2 separate regions of the Mus musculus genome follow, and region 2 is linked to region 1. Evidence: chromatin contacts called from public promoter capture Hi-C data. All regions are on one chromosome and are shown on one strand. Each heading gives the region's core, a stretch centred on a gene start, on an enhancer-like site or on the middle of the called end of the contact. The rest is flanking DNA. Distances are from core to core; before and after follow the strand shown. Region 1 holds the start of Col1a2 (collagen, type I, alpha 2). Region 2 has its middle 20 kb from the start of Gm34470.

What was found. Promoter capture Hi-C pulls out the DNA fragments that hold promoters and counts their contacts.
Region 2: a contact with region 1 is called in a promoter capture Hi-C map of the HPC-7 cell line, with 5 times the contacts expected there. The contact joins the enhancer-like site here to the promoter of Col1a2 in region 1. A contact is called at or near these places in 16 of 39 promoter capture datasets (the 3T3-L1 cell line, 3T3-L1-derived adipocytes, the HPC-7 cell line and 9 more) and 1 of 9 other capture datasets (adipose tissue).

The regions. Positions count from the first base shown.
Region 1 is chr6:4,503,125-4,509,793 of GRCm38.p6, reverse strand. It overlaps Col1a2 (collagen, type I, alpha 2), which reads right to left and starts at 4,176. Exons shown (of 52, transcript NM_007743.3): 1 at 3,885-4,176; 2 at 1,449-1,459; 3 at 840-854; 4 at 155-190. The coding sequence starts at 3,954.
Region 2 is chr6:5,580,535-5,587,203 of GRCm38.p6, reverse strand. No RefSeq gene overlaps it. Among named protein-coding and RNA genes, the nearest start is that of Gm34470, 20 kb to the right of the region's middle. Within about 2 kb of position 4,038, at least 46 of the 459 cell types and tissues checked have an H3K27ac peak or open chromatin away from gene starts, as enhancers often do. A contact at or near this core is called in 3T3-L1-derived adipocytes, the HPC-7 cell line and pre-B cells, where this site is marked.

The DNA.
Region 1 (6,669 bases), core at 2,927-5,426:
CATTTACTTCTTCTGCAGGACATTATCTACTTAAAAGGTGGTATAATTATCTGAATATGAAATAATCTTACACATTGTCCACCATCTGTAGCGTCTAATATGTAGTTATTCGAATATGGGCCAAAGCCCTTTAATGATTTAAAAAATCACATACCCTTTGTCCACGTGGTCCTCTGTCTCCAGTGGGGCCCTAAAGGAAGACAAAAATGGCAAAGGGCCACGTGACTAAGTAATTGATGCTGAACAAGCAAGCCAATTTTGAAAATAATTAGCTACTAAGACTGAGTTGACTAAAATATTACTAAACAGCAGCTAGAAGATCTGGCACAAAACAATAGATAACAAAGAACTGTTTTTTTTTTGTTGAAACTATAAGTAATTTTTTTCTCAAGCTGAAGGACTAGAGGATGCTATAATTTGTAGTGATCAAACTAATATTATCCATTGTACTTTTAATAAGATAATAGCTATAGATAAAACTATTTATTATACCTTCACAGCACATTTACAGTGTCATTCCTTTAAAATAAACTTTAAATTATTATCTATAATTAATATAATATGCACCCCTTATAAGAATATAAATAGATATTTACAAAGTCTTTACTATGTAAATCATTAATTCATATAACATAAATGTAATTAAAGATGCTTCTGGAAGATAATAAAACTTTGTTACATCAAACATTAACAGTACTCTGTTTTATGGTTTGGTGAATACATATTCATATAGGTAAAATCTCGCTAAAGTATTTTCTTTCTGTAGTTCACCTTAAATTTTGTCAAACTGAAATTATTCTGGTAATTTCAGATATTTATGAAGAAACATAGCCTCTTACCTTTCGTACTGATCCCTAGGAAAGAAAAGATAAATGATCATTATAAGAATTATATATACACCTATATATTAAAATGGCTTTATTACAATATTATGTACAAATATATTTACAAATGTAACTGCATTGTTCTTTTCCTACTATCTTAATCTAATATTTTGAAATAAAATGTAAAATTTTACCAATCAATAAAATGTTATCTACAAAACCAATTGTATATACTTATCTGTAACTGTGTTGTGCCTTCAATCTGTGAGCTAAGAATTTATTCATAATTCATTGCAAATGAATCCCAGGAAATAACAAAAATCTCTCAAGCTCACTGTGCCCTTGTGCTTCGGAGTAGCTGGTGCTAAACCCCAAACTTCCACTGACCCATTTCCTTTCTCTTCCCTATGGGCATTTTATGGGACTAGTCTCACTTAGCGCCACCCACTTCAGAAAATGGGGTGGGTACTTTCAGTGGAAGCCAGAAAACTTTAGCCTACTATTATGTCCCTTCACAATTTCCTTGGGAAGCCAAACTGGCCAACTTCCCTCCCCAGAAATGACACCGCTGTGATCAAGGCAAAGTACAAACACCTTATGTATTCTAAAAGTAGTTTTACTCACCGATTGCAAATCTGTTGAGGGAAGAAGAGAATAGGAAATAGTTATTGGTATCATTTCATCAGTTGCTATCATTCCATATGTCAATAACGGTAATTAAAAAAATGATACTTAGGTCTATACAGTAGATTTACCTGATTGAAAGACCCCTTCTGTTTCTCCTTCAGAATATTCTAATAGCCCCCAAATTATTCAGGTAAAAAAAAACATAGCAGGGATCCGCAGGGTGACTTGTTTACAGTTTTGATATGTAAATATAGATTTAAATTAAATAGTTAATTATTCACTATTTTTTAAATGCCATGAAGCATCACTGTGTCTGCAGGCAGGACATCTCCAGTGCTCAGCAATTATGGAGGAAGTGGCATAGGTGAATAGGTGGCTATCACCTTCTGATTGACAAGGAAATGATGCATAAGAATCTGAGAAAACGTTAGCCTGCATCCTGAAGCAGAGCTTGTTTTTTTTGTAAACCATTGAAGTGACTTAGCCCTTTCCCCCAAAGGTCTAATTTGCATCAATGAAAGCAAATTGATTCAGGAGTCTGATTTTTGCTATAAATAGTTCATGTCAATGAGGTAAGGTCATTGACTAAAGAGCAGCCCATTTGTGCCCTAAGAAGTTCTGCTTTGTATAAAGAGAAAACTGTGGATTAAAATCTTGAAAAATAATGAGAAAAATAAATACCCACTTCTTTGCTACAATTACCCTAAGACTTTAAAGACTGAGTTTCATTCCTACAGTATAATAATTACAGGATCATGTGGCATATAATTGCGGTCAGACTTGCTCCAGGATGATTCACCCCTAAAAATTGCTTGAATTTGGTGGTCACAAAGTGTGTCATTTGGAATGAGAACATCTGTTGAAGTGGTCACTGCTCAGAAGAGTGGGACACCTCCTGCATTCACATTTTAGGGCAATTGATGAGAATCACTGTTCAATTAGATAAATGGTATGTCTAGTTTATTTTCTCCATTGAAGGAAGAACAGTTTGCCTGAATTAAGAGAAGCCAGTAAGCCTTACAGGCTTTGGAAACGTGCCTTTTAATTACTCAGTTTGTGAGCCATTTTGGACAATGTGTGTTGGATAACCTTTATTGTTCTTAGTGGTTGGATGTTGAATAAAATGTATGTTGACCTTCAAATCTCTACTTCCCTAAGTCTACTATATTTTTCTGTGGGGATCCCCTCTTACTCTGGTTTCATATAAAATTAACTTGTAACATTAATTTGTACAATGCAATTACTTCTTAGTATCCTCGAGGGGTATATAAAAGTGGATGAAAGGAATATATACACATTCAAAATTAGGCTGTGGCAGACGTGGGGCGTGTAGCTGAAGGTCTGGGTGTGGCCACGCCCTCCTGAATACTCATCAAGCCAACATCTTTGTCCAGTTAAATTAGGCAGCCATTTTAAAAGATGAAACCCAAGTGGTTTTCTTCATTCTTTCTTCAGGAAATTCTAGTTAGTTATACAACCTAGAAATGGAAAATAGCCTCGAAGTTGGCACATTTAGTATATACCCCACATTTTAGAAAAAGGCCCAATTGATTCATTTGAAGTCACATGGTAAACGAGTAAGAGACTCCTGAGAAGAATCCCCAGGCTCTTGAATCTCAGGACGAAGTTGATATTTCTCACATCTGTTGTTTTCGTGTGTGATTACAGGTGGGAACTTGTTGAAGTGTAAGTGAACAGAGCTTATTTTAGTTAAAAGTTACCATTTCCATGATCAGGTAATGGATTGGGACGCTGCTTTGACTATTCAGAAGATAAAAGCTGAGGCCGAAGCAGCCCGCTTCTCAAGATACACCATCTGGGTTCTTTACATATGGCCCAGAAATGTAAATTACTCCATGGACCTGGGAAGTCTTTAATTGGAATTCCTAGCGCTTAAGGCCTGGTCCCTGTTCCTGCACTTTACCCCCTCCAGGGGGCGTATTTTTATCATTATCTTCATCAACGTCATCCAGAGCAACTCGGCCGCCCACAAGAAAATGGAGTCCTGTGAGTTTTGTATTATTCTATTACGGGGCTTTCTAAACTAGGCCTCAAGTTTCACAACGTGACCACGGGCATAATTCTGGGAATTGAAGAGTGGAGCCCTCTCAGTCGTTCATGCTGTCAGCCAGGTTTATATCTTGAGGCAACCTTCTTTGCCTCTTTGTGAGCTTCACCAACCGGGGCATCCGGGCTAACAGTCTAGTTTTAAGGGAAAAACTTCCCCCAACTCTTGGCAACAGTCAAGTCTTTCATATTTCCATTCTTTTCCCATGTATCTCGTGAACCCTAGTGTTTTCTCCGACAGATTAGAGGGCGACCTCACAAGCTGTATGTGGAATGAATGTGTGAAGTTTCCCTCTGTTGAGATAAGGGTGCCCACCTATCCAGCCTCTCTCCTTCATCTCCCCCAAACAAGCAGAAGACACTTACATTGGCATGTTGCTAGGCACGAAGTTACTGCAAGCAGCAACAGAGTCCGCGTATCCACAAAGCTGAGCATGTCTACCACTTAGACATGCAGACTCCTTGTGTTGCAGAGCCCCTGGGTCACCAGCGGAGGTATCACCTGGCGGGCGCAGGCATGCAATCGTGGACCGTTCCCTCCAACTTAGTCGAAACCTCCTGCTGCCGTGGTGCTAAAATAATAAAGCCCAGACCTGCCTTATTTATATGGGAAAAGTTTCCCCAGCCGGAGGGTGCCTCCAAAAACGTCTCCACCAATGGGAGGGCTAGGGCTAGGGGCCCGGGACTCAGTGCTGGGAGGAGACTGCGGGGGAGCAGGGGAGGGAGCCGAGGGGGGAGGGACGTGGCTACGGGGCTTCTTAAATTGGTTCCATTCTTTTTGAGGACGTGGACACTTTTGAGGCTTTCGAGGGGGAACTCTGACTCCCTGTCTGCATACCTCCGCCCTCCCCAGCCACCCGCCCTCTCTCGCCCTTGCCAAGTTTGGAAGCACTTTAGGACACCTACGTGGGCTCTTTACAGATCTCCGGGCGGCGGGGCAGGTGTTGAGGGACCTGGAGGCCGAAGATGAAAAGGCAGGAGCTGTCCAGTCCCGCTTCACTCTGTGCCCTGCGGGCCATCTGCAGGCTGGAGGGGGCTGGGGTGTGAGGGGAGGAGGGTGACAGCGTGGCGAGCTCTAGAGCTGCCCTCATGGGTTGGCTCCACCCCTGCCCCCTAATTTCCCCAGTTTGGGGGGGCCTGTGTGCCCATAATCTCCTCTCTCCTCTGTCTCTCTATCTCTCTGTCTCTCCCTCCCTCCCTCCCTCCCTCCCTCCCTCCCTCCCTCCCTCCCTCCCTTCCTCCCTCCCTTCCTCCCTCCCTCCTCCATCCTCTCTCTGACTCTCTCTGTCTGTACCCCCCTCTCTCTCGTTGATGAGGGGAGCAGGCATCAAGAGATAAACTGTGCATTATTACATTTACTTTGGTTAAGCCCCATTTCCAGCCCCATGTACAGACCCCATGAAGGATTACCAGCCAGACTCAGATGCCGAGCCTGGATCAGATAACAGATCAGTGAACACTCAGCCTTCTTGGCCTTGCTGCCTATTTATGACCCCTTCCACAGCCACTGCCAGGCACCCCTGCCTGCATCTTCACACCTCCCATCATCCCTAGGGCGTATACAACCTCTTCCTTAACATCCCAAGCTGTCCCCTCCAGAACAGATGCAATCTCTCCCCATCTTGGGAAGAGACTTTGACTCTGAAGAATTGGAGTAGGAGACTTTGGCTGTCCAGGACAGCGGCAGAGACATAGTAAATTCTCCTTCCCAAAGTTTCTTGGAGTCTTCCAAGTTACCCGGGGCCGCAGGCTCCTCTTGGCCTGCCGAGCATCCATCATGAGGCTGGAGAGACCTATTCAGACTCTCATTATGTCCCCAAAGTCACAGCAGACACAGCATCTTTAGGCCATTTTTATGTTCATGAAGAAGGAACTGGCGAACTCCTTGGGAAACCTTCCCCCTTTCGACTTCCCGGTGAGGAAGAATTTCTAAGTAGGTTAGCTCCATCAGCAGCTGCTATAAGCAAAAGGTTCTGGATATTGCTAACTGGCTTCTCTTTCTAAATTAAAAAAAATGCTAGAAATAGAAGAGAATAAACATTTCAATAAGGTTATTTCAATCCTGTGAAAAACACTGATTTGAGAGACAAGCATTTTTAAAAATTTAATTTAATTCTTACTTATTCACTTTAAATCCTCCCTCCAGATCACCTCCTCCCACAATCCCTCCCCTCCTCCCCCCTTTTCTTCTGAGCGGTTCCCGGTTCCCCCAATTCCTCTCACCCCAGCAGTTCAAGTCTCTTTTAGGCTAGATGAGAAAGAGTTTTGGGTTTTTTGTTTGTTTGTTTTGTTTTTTAAATAATGTGGAGGGAATTTTTTTTTTTGAAAAAGTACTGAGCAAAGAAAGCATTTCAAGACTGCACATCTGATTTTCTTTCTTTCTTTCTTTCTTTCTTTCTTTCTTTCTTTCTTTCTCTCTCTCTCTTTCCTCCTTCTTCTTCATTAATAAGAGCATAAGTTATTTCTGTCGATGTGCTGGCTTGACTTTAGAGACTGTCATTTGTGTCTATGTCTCAGGCACCTGAAAGACAGGTGCTGTTTCTGAACAAAAGACTTGGGTAGGTAAGAAAACAGATTTATGAAAGAACCCCCCTAAATGTCCCTCAGGTTGATTACTGGATAACTCTCCTTGGGGACAACTTAGCCAAGTCCCTTGCTTTGCACTAGCTACTCCTTAGACACTCCACTTTGCTCAGTGGCTTTCTGTGATTGTCAAAATAGTCTCAAGCCTAGAACAGCCGTTGAAAGTGGGATAATTTTTAGAAAAAAAAAAAGCAAAAGAAAGAAAAGCAAATCTACTTGGTTGGCTTTTGAGAATCAGAGAAACCAAGTTTCAAACACAAGAACATAAGCCCCTCCACCCTGGGCCAGAGTGAAGAACTGATAACTTGTAAAGCATTCCAGGAAACTGATGCAAATACCAAGTGCTGCAAGGCTCCCTCCCTGCTGATGTGGCAGGGTTTGCAGCCGGCAGAGTCAGCACTTGGTGGAAAGCCCCAGACTGAGCAGTGAGGGCAAGGCAAGAGCCCTCTCTCTCCCTGTTTTCCTCTCTCCCTATCTGTTTCATCCCTCTTTCTGCCTGTCTCTGTCTGTCTGTCTGTCTTTTTCTGTGTCTTGTTTTCTATCTCTCTTTCTCTCCCTCTCTCTTCAT
Region 2 (6,669 bases), core at 2,789-5,288, 1.1 Mb before region 1:
TGCCAACATACACTTCATCAGCAATTCATGAAGGCGCTTATTTCATAGTGTGGCTCACATAGCTTAAACAATTGGGTCTGGGTTGGGGTGGTTTTTGTTTTTGTTGTTGTTGTTTTGTTTTTTGTTTTTTTGCCAGCCTGACAGGTAAAAATGGTACTTATCTCCATTGAAAATGACGTCTCTTGTTTTGAGTAAGATTAGGCAAGTCTTAAAAAGTTTATGAGACACTACTGAAAAAGTTAAGAGATGGTTGACAACTGGCATTAGCAAACCAATCAGAGTTAGGCTTAGTGGACAAATAGTGATGTATAGATGGCTGGTGGGCAATCAGAAGGTATATAGATGGTTTGTGGGCAGTCAGGAGATGTCTAGATGGCTTGTGAGCACTCAGAGGATGTGTAGGTGACATGTGAGCATCCTGAGGATGTATAGATTGCTTGTGAGCTCTTAGGAGATGTATAGATGGCTCGTGAGCTCTCAAGAGATGTATAGATGGCTTGTGAGCACTCAGAAGATGTATAGATGCCCTATGAGTGCTAACTTCCTTGTTTTTAGGTAAAGAAATCTCTGGGAAGCACCTAGGCCCAGTTTTGTCTTCAGCCCCTGTGCTAAGGGACAATGACATGTCTGTGGTCCTGAGGCTATGACTCTTCTCAGATTTGATTCATGCATATTATTTGTGAGTCAAGCAAACAGCTCATATGTAGGTGTGTGGGGTGATCATTCCTCTGCAGGGTGGATATTTCTTTCCTTTCCATTGTTTCTCCTCAGCCTGTACTAGAATCTCCCTGAGAGTGAACATGTGCCACCGTGACTCCAGGGAAAGATGGCGGCACATGCATCACCCTTTCCAGTCATCATATTACTTGGGCGGCATCTGTCTTCACAACCCAGCACTGGCCTCTTGGGTGATATGAGGAAGCAAAGGGCAGCAAAAGCTGTAGTTTTCTGATTCTAAATCCAAACGAGAAGAGAAAACTAACTACAATGGAAGGTGGTATGCAGGGATGCCCAAATAACTATTATTTATAGTGTGTTATTTATTTCTTTTACTAAGTTGATTTAATTGACCAAATGTTTTGCTTTTAGATGCGCACATCTTCAGATTGCTGTTTGGTGAGCAGAAGCCACAGCTAATGAGAAAATATAATGAGGCCCCAGAAAACATTTTAAAGTATTAAATATCATCATTATTACAGCCTTTTCATAAAAATGCCCTTGTGTGTTTACTGTGACATGAGCATGAGCTTTGGAAACAGCAAGCCTTGATCGAGTGTGGCTTCAGCTAGAGCTCTTAATGTGATGGTGAGAGGATTATCACACCTCTATAAACTTATCTACAGGATAATTAAGAATCTGCATTCATTCAGTAACTATCAAATGGACCATTAGGTCGGCTCTGTGGTAGCTGCAACCCACAGAGGGGCCAAAACCATTTGATGTTGAGTCTTCTATGCCCTGTGTGACACTGCTCCCACAATCAGGTAATATTACAGACTAGTAAAATAACAAACAGGGCATTCTAGAATATTCCAGGGTTAGCTCCGAGTGGGGAGGGGAGGGGAGTGTGTAAATTAGGGAGTGCTCCTCTCTTTCAATCTGTAAGATACATGAAGGTGAGAAGAGCGGTGGGCCTTGAGTTAGGAGACAAAGCAGGAGCATATCATTGTGAGGGCCGAGAGTTAGGAGAGCAAAACAGTAGCATAGCATGAGACTCTTGTGGGTCAGGCAACAGAATTAGACATCCATCCTAAAGCGATGACTACTCCCTGGAGGGCTGTAGGCAAAGACATCGTAAGTTGATTTCTACTTTATCATGTTCACTCCAGCAACTGTGGAAAGGGCCAGAAGAAAGCAAGACTATGGAGCAAGAAGCAACGGCAGCTTCAACCCAGAAATGGCGGGAGCGAATGGAAAGGAGTACATGAGTGGAAAACCGGGCATCCCCAGTGTTAGAACAGGTTTAACAGGCATCTGAGAGGATGAGGGAATTGGAGAAGGATTTGAAATTTCTAATTGCCACAACTAAAGCAATCACAGTCCTATTCATGGAGAGTAAAGGCAGACAGAAGAGTGACCAGAAAAAGCAGATGCAATTGTGTCTGCTGAGCCTTACATGTCAATGAAACAGCCACTGGAGCTTCCAAATGGCTGTTGGATCCATGAGTCTGAAGCTCAAACATGACTTGGCATGGTTAGTTTCAATGTTGCTAGTATGTATGTGGTGACAAATTGGAAAACTGTGAGATTGTTCAGGCTGAAAATCCAGAGCAGAAAATAGGAGTCTCAGGTCTACAGTGGTCTTCAACCCAGAAATATGTATGTTATTTTATCCTATGTCTGGGTTTCTGGGGAGCTAATAAAGATCAGACGTGTCAACACACTATCTCTGAGAAGGACGTAAGATTCACGGGCACTGAGGCTCAGGACCCTGCATTTCTCAGTTACCCAGCCTTAGAACTCTGATGCAAGGGATAAATAAGGACAGAAGAACCTTTGGATATAAAAGGTCAGGCCATGCAATGCCACGGGCTGCAAGTAGTTACTGATGCCGTGCTTGGCCTCTGTGTGGGATATCCTGAATTTCCTTTCCTGATGCCATTCTATAGGGCTCTTCATGAACATCCCGAGGAGGGAGTGCTTTAATAGGAGAAGTGGCCAATGGTGCTGTGTGCCGTGAAGAGTACCAGTATCACGGGTAACTTGAACGTCACCAGGAAGTAGCCATGAAAGGGGATTCGCAGAGTACTATGGAGTATTGCTTAGGATTCTGGCACTAAAGCTTGCAATAGTACTGCTTAAACAGGAGAAACATTTCTTCTTCAGGTCTAACAAATCTTGGCACAGTCTCTTGCTCTGGAATGCCATTCCATTATTGTATTGACCAGAGGCTGCTCTCTCATTCCCACCTTATGAGTAGTTCATATCTCAAATTCATACCATGGTACGTCAGCTTCTAGAACTTGAGCTTTCTCATCGATGTTCTACCATGATGAAGGAAACAGAAAACAAGACCATCAAGCACTGTCCCTTTAGTAAGCTCCATGACTCTCCTACTAGCCTCTCACCAATCACAATCAAGGTGCAATCAGAGCTAACTGCCAAAAAAACCTAGGAAATCTGGTCGGTTGAATGACAAGTGCCTGGCTGGTGAGTAGCGTTATAGTGTCAAATAGAAAGACTGCATACTATGGAACCATTAATAATCCCTTTAGAAAGTGAGGTGATAACCTGGACCCTTGGGGACACCTAGAAACTAAACCACCAATCAACAAGCAAGCTTGAGCTGGACCTAGCTTCCCAAGCCCCACACATATGTAGCAGATGTACAGCTTGGTCTTCATGCAGGTCCCCCAACAACTGGAGCAAAGGGTGTGAGAATGTCCCTGAATTTGTTGTCTGCCCATGGATCCTGTCCCTCTAGCTGGACTGCCTTGTCTGGACTCAGTGTGAGAGAATGTGCTTAGTCCTGCAGTGACTTGATATGCTAGGGTAGACGAATACCTGGGGTGGAGGTGGGCTCACCCTAGAGGAGAAGGGAATAGGACTGTGTAAAGGAGACCGGAAGGAGGGGGGTGCTGTAATTGGAACGTAAAATCAATAAATAAATTAATGAAAAAAATTAAAAATTAGTTGATAAAAAAGAATAGAAAACAAAATAGGAAGAGAAAGTACAAAACCACAGACATTTGTTTTCCCAAGTGAGTGCATTTTTTATGCCACATCTTTTGAGAATGGTTTGGATGTTTGGTGGTTTAGAGCATGTTATTTCATTTCTGAATGCTGAGAAGGCTGTTGGAGGAAGAGGCTTTGCAGTCAGAGAGTCAAGAAAAGCAGCTTAACTGCTGAGGTGGTCATGTGAGCTGAGGGTTTGGAGTTTGGGTAGAGATTTCCAAACTTTAGGCACATAAAAATGTTGACATTCATTTCTTGTTAGGCCTTATTCGGCCAGAAACTGAGGCCAAGTACTAGTGAGGAAGGCTAAGCCTTTGCTTGAGTTTAGAGACCTGTCTTGTTCACTTCCGTACTGGAGTGACTCAGCACTTCCTGCTTAAGCCTGCCTCTGTCTAGCTACCCCTGATGTGTCCATTTCTTATAGGCCCCATGAGATAACCCCACACCCCTGGTCATCTCACCCCATACCTTCTGTCACCCTTCCCTGACCCCTATGCCATCTCACCTCAGCAAAAATCCCCACCTTCTTCCTCAACCCTATATAAACAAAAGACTAATACAATAAAATGAGTTCCTGCTTTGAGGACTCCCAGCTGGCCTGGTGAATCTCAGCCCCAAGAGACTCAGCCAGACTGGGTTCTCTCCTTTGCCCCGGACATGCCAGTAGAGAGCTGACAACTTTTGTGGTAGGAAACTCACACACCATGTAACATAACAGCAACAAAAACAACCTCTGCTACTGAAGTCCTTATATGCCATCTTCAGTCTTGTTGGGTAAGTCAATCAAACCAGGACAGCTGAAACCCCCTTCTCTCTATGCAAGACTTTCTAAACCTCTGGAGAGACAAACTGAATCTAGGAGTGTTGGTCCAAGACAGTTTTAATGATTTCCCGAAAATCCAGTTCAATTTTGTGGGAGTTCAATTTTAAGGCTTCAAGAATATGGACCCAATGTCATCAGACCATTTATGGCACTTTCAGAAACACTGCTGTCCATCAAGCACCAACCATCATCCTATCAGACATCTCTGCACCTCTGCTTCTCTCTTTAATACAACCTAAGAGTCCTCTTTTTACACATGGTTTCCTCAAAGGCTAACTTTCATCATGCTATCATCTAAGCTACCACTCTTATCTCATAACTAATGTTTGGCATTTCAATAGCAATGCCTGCACAATATGAGTGGCATTAATCCACGCTTGCTCATGATGCCACATGCTATCATTAATAACTTGGGGTACTCTATCATCACTTCAGGCTGTGATGTCTTTAAATTCAGGAACTTGTCTTTGACTGGCATAACATTTGACCTAGAAGATGCCCTGAAAGTCCCAGAGGCCGAACAAGTACATAGGGCAATGAATACCAGACTGAACAGAGGATCAAAAAAAAGAAAAGAAAAAGAAAAGAAAAGCAGAAAAACTGACAGGGAAACCAAAATCAAGCAGTGTAGTGGAAAATAAAGATGTGATAAACAGAATATTGTAAAGAAAAAATAGAGTACAGCCGGAAGAAGGTCATTAGAGCCTTGAAGACAATGTGGGTGATTTAATCACAAATAGTTTTAAGAAACACGAGAAAAGAAGTCTGCAGGCAACTTGAAATAGACTCTTAAGTACCTTTCAAACCCAAGAAAAATAGGTAGCAGAAAAAAATCAATGCATTGAAACCCAACAAAGCTTCAATGTACCATCCCTTTTCAATCAGTTGGACAGAAAATGATGTGTTTAGTACATCCCCCTTCTTCATGTTTGGACCTTTAAACAGGGTATTTGGATTCACAGTCTGTAGCCAGCTCAGATTGTCTCTGCTTCCAGCACGCTGCTGTACTTTTTAAATGACACTAGCCTTCCAAGCAAGATTGATTGTAAACCTGAAAAGGTTATATGTGATGTAATGAATAACACATGCTACCCCTGCAAGTGTATCTCCGGAAGGGCACACACACCGCCTTCTGTACGTTCGCATCATTTAGAAAATGTGGGGATGGATTTTAATAATCAAGCCAAAAGAAAATTTCCTAATACACTTACTTGATGCTCTGCTCTAACTCATTCACTCAGTGAATACACGGTTATTAGGAGCAAACTATTTTTTTTTTACAGTCTAAGAATATCTATGAATAACTGAGTAGGTGAATGAATTCGTCATGTGCAAGACCTCATGCAAGACACTGGGAAGGTATTAAGATAATTCATACATTGGCCCTTCTCTTGGCAGTGGTTACAGGCTGGTACAGGAAGTAAAACCTTCCTGGAAATCGTAGTTAGTATCACCAGAAAGCACACATGAAAGCACGCAAAATGAGAGAAGATATTTGTTGAAACAGAGGTGTTAGTGGACTTCTCATGAAGCTGTGTTGAAACTGAACCTTGAGGACTATGGACATGCACAATTTAGACTTCAGGCAAAGACATCTTGGCATAGAAAGAATATGAAGTAAAGTGTCCAGGGAAGATATAAAGAGCCTAGTGTGCACTTGTAAGGATTGATCCAGGAAACAGCACTAGATTGCAGTGAAAGTTTGCATGAAGAGCATTTCAAGTTAGAGCTATAACTTTCCATGGGATGATTAGCCAACAGTCTGTTGTCATTATCTCAATTAAGGTACATAATAACCTTGAGCTCTTCAAGGCTCATGAGGTTCTCCTTATCCAAACATAATTGGGTGCCACGAGAGGCCAATTCAAATGTCTCACTTCAAACGGAATCCATTTATCCACTAGTTTATGATGAACTGTGTGTATATGATCGTGAGGCACACAGGGAGCTTAACCATAACAGTTTCCTTTTTAATTTTTATTTTATTATTGTTCGTTTTATGTGTATGGGTGTTTTGCCTCCATGTATGTCTTTGCACCACATATGTGCCTGGTATCTCAGAGGCTAGAAAAGAGGGTCTAATCCCTAGAACTGGTGTTATGGATGGTCATATGCCACACATAAGTGCTCTGTAAGAGCAGCAACTCGTTCTTAATCATAGAGCCATTTTT